Regions from separate parts of the Zea mays genome. Here region 1 is linked to region 2. Evidence: chromatin contacts called from public Hi-C data. All regions are on one chromosome and are shown on one strand. The core of a region is the stretch at or near the end of the contact, and the rest is flanking DNA. Distances in the headings are between cores, read along the strand shown.

Region 1 (3,091 bases), core at 320-2,819, 79 kb after region 2:
CGAACGAACGATCAGAATTTCAGCAGCATAATGGCAGGACAAAGATTATCTGGAAGAACGATGAATAGAGACTATGAACGAACGATGAACGATGAATAGGAACTATGAACGAACGATGAACGATCGAATAGGAACTATGAACGAACGGACGAACGATCAAATGATCGGACGAACGAACGATCGGAATTTCGGCAGCATAACAGCAGGAAAAAAAGATGATTTGGACGAACGATCGAACGATCGGACGAACGAACCATGAACGATCGGACGAACGATCGAACGATTAGACGAACGAACGAACAAACTAAGAATAGAGGGACGAACGATCGAAGAACGACCGAACGATCCTTATGCTAGTGTGTGCTTGTGTGGGAGATGGAGTGGGCGTGTGTGGGGGTGGGGGGGGGAGAGTTGCCATGAAATGGCTTGGGGTGGGATGAGAGGAGGCCCTTGCCCCTCTATTTATAGCCATGGTGGGGGATTAGGGAGAGGGATGAGAGGATTAGTGGGAGAATGAGAGAATTAGTGGGAGGTTAGCATGTATTTGTCTTGTATGAGTGTAATTAGCTTGTAGAGCTCACCGTATGACACTGGAGGCATACGTATACGTATGAGCATGAGGAAAGTTACGAAGAAAATATTTATAGGGACTTGAAAAATGATTCTGAAGGTATTTCTCAAGAGGAAAAATACTTGGAGATATATCGGTGGAATATTTGGACAGTATTTCTAGGAATAACTTGAAGGGGATCACTAGGGAAATATCTGGGCAGTATTTCTGGAAACAATTTGAGGGGATCACTGGGGAAATATTTGTAGGATATTTTGAGGAGAATTTTAGAGAGAATATAGACCACTATATTATATTTGTTGATATCAACTCGCAAACAAACATTTTGAAATGAAATTTGAAATTCATTTTGAATTTAGAGCGAGTTTGAGAAAAATTCAAGGTTTGCAAGAACCGAACCTCGGTAAAGCAAATCACCGTGTCATCCGCTTTCATTTGCTTGTGATTTGTTTTCACTCTCTCTTTCGGACTCGACTTTATTTCTAACGCTAACCCTGACTTATAGATTGTACTTAAAGTTTATAAATTTCAGATTTGTCTATTCACCCCCTGTAGGCGACTTTCACTCCCAAACAAGCTGGCGCAAGTGGAGGCAGGTGGACTTAATAAGGAAGAAATTGTATATGTAATTATGTACTTCAAGACTACATTGAAAGGACGCAAGGACTACCCAACAAGAACAAATCAAGGGGAAGAACTTGTTTCTTAAACCAAACATGGTAATTTTAATACCGCAACTAATTGTTAGCTACCTCAGAACTGATAATTAATTCATTAGCTTGTGTAACCTAGCTAATAATTTATTAGCTGGTTAATTATTAACTATAGATGTTTCGTTTCTTATAAAAAATCATTTCAAAGGCTCCGGATTATACAATCTCTGATCGGCGCACTCGCACCCGCACCTGATCGGCGCAGTTGAAGGACAGCCGCACCTCCCTCATCACTGGCTCTCATTTTACCGTTGAGGCCTGGTGACCACCAAAGTGGACATACATACAGTCCACTCTACGCACGCAGGCAGGGAGGGCAGGGGCTACTAACTCTAGGATTCTGTTCGCCGGAGGACAGTCCCGTAATTGCGCTCCGCATAATGCCTGCGAGTGTGCCACTGCCACTACAGTGCCCGCGCCACTGTTTTAAATCCCCTGCCGCCGCTCAACCCCGCCGTCCCCCCTCTCCGGCTCTCCGCGACGAGATCCTCTGCACCGGCTCTCCCCCATTCCATCCATTCTCCCAAAACAGCACTTTCGAATTCCACGGCCGCGCCGCTCCCCACCCACCATTCTGCGATTCTCCCACTGGAAACGGAGGGGAGCGCCATGGCGTACATGTGCGCGGACAGCGGCAACCTCATGGCCATCGCGCAGCAGGTGATTCAGCAGCAGCAGCAGCAACAGCAGCACCAGAGGCACCACCACCACCTGCCGCCGCTCCCGCTCCCGCTCCCGCCGCGCCAGGCGCCGCCGATGCCGCCGGCCCCGGCCCCGGCTTCCCCGCACGGCCAGATCCCGGCGGCATCCCTACCGTACGGCGGCGGCGCGTGGTCCCAGGCGGACCATTTCTTCCCTGACGCCTTCGTCGGAACGTCCCCGGCCGACGCGGTGTTCCCGGACCTCTCCGCCGCCGCGGACTTCGACTCCGATGTGTGGATGGACAGCCTCATCGGGGACGCACCGGTCTTCGCGGACTCCGACCTCGAGCGCCTCATCTTCACCACCCCGCCGCCGCCCGTCGACGCGGCGGCCCAGCCCGAGTCCGCCACTCGCGCGTCGCTTCCCCAGCCTGCCGCCGTCGCAACGGCGGCAGCGTGTTCCTCTCCGAGCTCCTTGGACGCCTCCTGCTCCGCGCCCATCCTCCAGTCCCTCCTCGCCTGCTCCCGTACAGCGGCCGCTGACCCAGGGCTCGCGGCCGTAGAGCTCGTCAAGGTGCGTGCTGCCGCCTCCGAAGATGGGGACCCCGCGGAGCGCGTGGCGTTCTACTTCGGGGACGCGCTGGCGCGCCGCCTGGCCTGCGGCGGCGGGGCGCAAGCGCAACCCTTGACGGCGGTGGACGCGCGCTTCGCCACCGACGAGCTCACGCTCTGCTACAAGACACTCAATGACGCCTGCCCCTACTCCAAGTTCGCGCACCTGACCGCCAACCAGGCCATCCTGGAGGCTACGGGCACGGCGACCAAGATCCATATCGTTGACTTCGGGATCGTGCAGGGTATCCAATGGGCGGCGCTGCTCCAGGCGCTCGCCACTCGCCCAGGGGAGAAGCCGTCCCGAGTGCGTATCTCCGGTTTACCCTCGCCGTACTTGGGGCCAAAGCCAGCGACGTCCCTCGCCGCAACCAGTGCCCGTCTCCGCGACTTCGCAAAGCTTCTCGGGGTGGAGTTCGAGTTTGTCCCATTGCTGCGGTCAGTGCACGAGCTGGATCGGTCGGATTTCTTGGTTGAGCCTGACGAGACTGTAGCCGTCAATTTCATGCTCCAGTTGTACCACCTTCTTGGCGACTCCGATGAGCCCGTGCGGC
Region 2 (3,484 bases), core at 117-2,616:
AGCAAAATTAACCCCTCCCCCCCCCCCCCCCCCCCCCCCCAAAAAAAAGTGTTTATGTGGTTTTTAGAAAACAAGGTGCTTCTAACTAAAGACAGGATGGTTAAGAAGGATTGGATTGGAGGTTTATCATGTTGCTTTTGTAGCCAACCTGAATCGATTGGTCATCTCGATGGTTAAGAAGGATTGGATTGGAGATTTATCATGTTGCTTTTGTAGCCAACCTGAATCGATTGGTCATCTCTTTTATATCTGCTCTGTAGATAGGGTGATTTGGGGGATTGTGGTAAGTTTTTTAATACATGTTTGGTTCCTGATAATCCGAGCCAACATTGGAAGTGGTTGGACAAATATGTTGTTGACTTGAAAAAATTTACACTGTGCCTGTCTCAGCTATTTGCTGGGCCATCTGGAAATCGAGAAATAAAATGTGCTTTGAAAGGATTTTAAACAAATCCCCTAAAGAAATCATATGTCATGCTTGTGCTCTGATGATTTTTTTTGGGGGGGGGGGGGGGGGGGGGGGGGGCATGTTTAAGCAAAAAGAGCTCCAAGACTTAATTAAAGTGGGTGCTAAACTCCTTGTTAGGGCAGCAAGTGTCAAGTTAGATGCTCCTGATGACAACCAGAAGGTTGAAGATTTTGAAGAGGATGAAGAAGAGTGACGCGATCCGGTGTAAAGTCGCAAGGCTTGCAAGTGTTTTGGTTGTTTTCTAGGAACCTGTTTGTGTGATGTTAGGGTATCTGCTTTAGTTTTTCGTTGCTATGAGAATGTTGGCCCCTACGTGGGTGTTATCTGTATGTCGTGGATCTGCAGTTCGCCTCCTTGGTGATGCAATTATCCTGCAAACTTGGAAGCGTTCGTGAGAGTATCGTCTCTAAGTCAGGGTCGTGCTCAGTGCTCTCTATTAAAACGCTATGTTGCTGGTTGCGGACGATGCCCTCAGTCTCAGATTGCCCCATGTGGTCTGTCTGTTACCTTTGAATTCGGATGCACTTCTGTTATGAAAATACTAAAAATGGAGAATCCTTTGATAAAAAAATACCGCAACTTGCTTATGTCAATTTCTAAAATCCAGAGAACTTATTGTCTCCTTAAAATCTCATCGTAAGAATCTCATCGTAAGGGATAGTTTAGAAACTTTAATTTTTCAAAGAATTTCTATTTTTCCAAAGAAAAGATAAATTAATTTCTATTTAAAAAATAAAAATTCTTTTGAGAAAATAAGGTTTCTAAACTGGCCCTATAACTCGCAATTACCCGCAAGACGAACGAAACAGCGAATATGCGTGTGATGTACTGGAGTACTGGTGGATGTCGATGTGATCGATTCGACCTGGGCTGGCTATTGGGCCTACGGCCTAATGAACGCTGTGCTTGTATTTCCGGGGGCCTGGATCGTCGCTGATGGACTGGGGCCTGATGGGTCCAATTGTAGCATAATCTGCGATACTGCTAAACTAAAACTGCACACGTCTACACTCTACACCTGATCAGTGACCATATTATTCGATCAAATTATTATATGCGAGATTTGAGTGTATATAAGACGACAAATAGGTAACCAAGAGTAAGAACGATGGATGCGACGACTAATCACTTGGTCGACTACCGCCTAACAGACGGATTAGCAACAACTTAGAGTTGCATGATTTCCGGATTTCGGGTCGGGTAACCACAGCTGCGTGCACGAAAGATATATCCAGATGATAGATCACTGGACCGGGGCTGTAGTACTAGCTAATCTCTCGACATAAGCGATGCAGTGCGCCAAGCAACGTGCCAACATCTGATGACGCACCCTTGAGAAACATCAGACATCCCGAGCCCGATCTCGTCAAGTTGCGTTGTTGTCAATGTCAACTGCCCGGCCAACACCGCAGCTAGCAGCTCCCGGTGCCAGTTTTCAGACAGCACACATCAGTCCGCCGTCGGACGCCACCCAAAATCTACGCGGCGGCTCCGCAGCTTTCGGCCCGGAGCGCGACCAAAACAGGCACCGCCCGCCCGCCCGCCTTTGCCGATCGCGAGCCAGCTGCACGACGGCGACATTTTGTCACGCCGTCGTCTGGTCGCTGGAGACCAGCTACTAGTTAATAAAGCGCGTTCAAGCCAGTGGTGAGTGGCGCGGCGCACGTCCCGGACAGGGACGCGCGCGATCGAGCTAGTCTAGTCAGCTAGAGGTCTGACCGGCGACCGCTGTGCGCGCGCGGGGGGGCGGGCGGTCGACGGCGCGCGCCAGTCGGGTTGGTTGGTGACGGCGGCAGGGCCTGGCGCCCTGGCGCGAGCGCGGTGGGCGTCGGCGACGGCGATGGCGATGTCCGCACTCGCGGGCACTCCTCGCTGGCTCGTCACTTGGTGTGAAAGGCGGCGCTTGACCGCGCGGCGTTTTCGGGGCTTTCAGTTGCTGGATTTGCCTCCGTCTTTGGAACTTGGCGCCCGTTGGTGCGGTCACTTTTCGTATTTTCTTTGGCGCTTTCTATCTCACCACGAATTCACGAAAGGCTGTAAATAATGTGAGTCATTGCGAGTCACGAACCCTGATAGGCCAATAAAAACGAAAGGCCACTCATGCCCATCCCAAGGCTAGCTCGTTCACGATTGAAACCTGGTTCACAATTGAAACCTGGTAGTAGGAAAACCACAAACCGACAGAGAGAAAAGTTTTTAAACCCAACTGAAACCTGAGTGCAGTGGAACCTGTGAGGTCGGTACGGTAGAGACCAAATCATGGTTCCCCTTCGTTTTTCCCCAACTCATATACGTCCAGAGAGCGCATCGCACGCTTCCCCAGCGTCAGGCTCGAGATTCACGTCCCGACACCGCCATTGCTTATTACAAATATCTACTAGTACTGTTGACCGGGGATTGGTGTTCAGCGTAGGCACAAACATTTTCAGACCGGCGCACGTGTAGAGACGATTAGGTTACGAGGGCGCGCAATAGTTTATGGTAATAAGCGAGATCTATATATAGCCCATGCATGGTGCGTGGTTAGATAAGGGCCAGCAGCCGGCGCACTCATTCGCGTGCCGGAAAAAGGAACGGGAAAAAGGAGCCGACAGGTCTCGAGACAAGGGAAACGAGAATTTTTACCCGTCGCCCCGAGGCTGACGTCGCCGGCGGGGCCGCTTCGAGCGCCCCACCCCCACGGGCGCCCAGCGCTAGGCCGCTAGCGGCGCTCGCTTTGGAGACCCTGCGCATTCGTGCGTCCCACCGGAGCCGGCCGGCGGGGCACGGGACCTGTCCTGTCCTGCCTTTCCCACCAGTGGCGGACCCAGCCCAAATATTGAGTGGGGACCAAAATATAAGTGAGGCCTAAATAAAGTGCTGTTAATAAATAAACCTTTGTAACTACAATAAATAAAGTAAAAAATCCACTACACCAAGAAAATTGAGTCAATATCGGTCTGCCCCTGTTTTCCACAGCCAACGTGCCGTGGAGATAGGGGTGGATATCGAGCCAGTTCGGCTCGTTATAGTTCA

What was found. A called contact is a pair of places that touch in the nucleus more often than the background predicts.
Region 1: a contact with region 2 is called in a Hi-C map of ear, with 2.3 times the contacts expected there. The contact joins the promoter of LOC103643942 here to the enhancer-like site in region 2. A contact is called at or near these places in 3 of 25 Hi-C or Micro-C datasets (ear, leaf and tassel).

Annotation. Positions count from the first base shown.
Region 1 is chr1:277,026,672-277,029,762 of Zm-B73-REFERENCE-NAM-5.0, forward strand. It overlaps LOC103643942 (SCARECROW-LIKE protein 7), which reads left to right and starts at 1,570. Exons shown (of 1, transcript XM_008667112.4): 1 at 1,570-3,091. The coding sequence starts at 1,894.
Region 2 is chr1:276,947,860-276,951,343 of Zm-B73-REFERENCE-NAM-5.0, forward strand. No RefSeq gene overlaps it. Among protein-coding and RNA genes, the nearest start is that of LOC103643939, 4.7 kb to the right of the region's middle. Within about 2 kb of position 1,367, at least 20 of the 20 cell types and tissues checked have an H3K27ac peak or open chromatin away from gene starts, as enhancers often do. A contact at or near this core is called in ear, leaf and tassel, where this site is marked.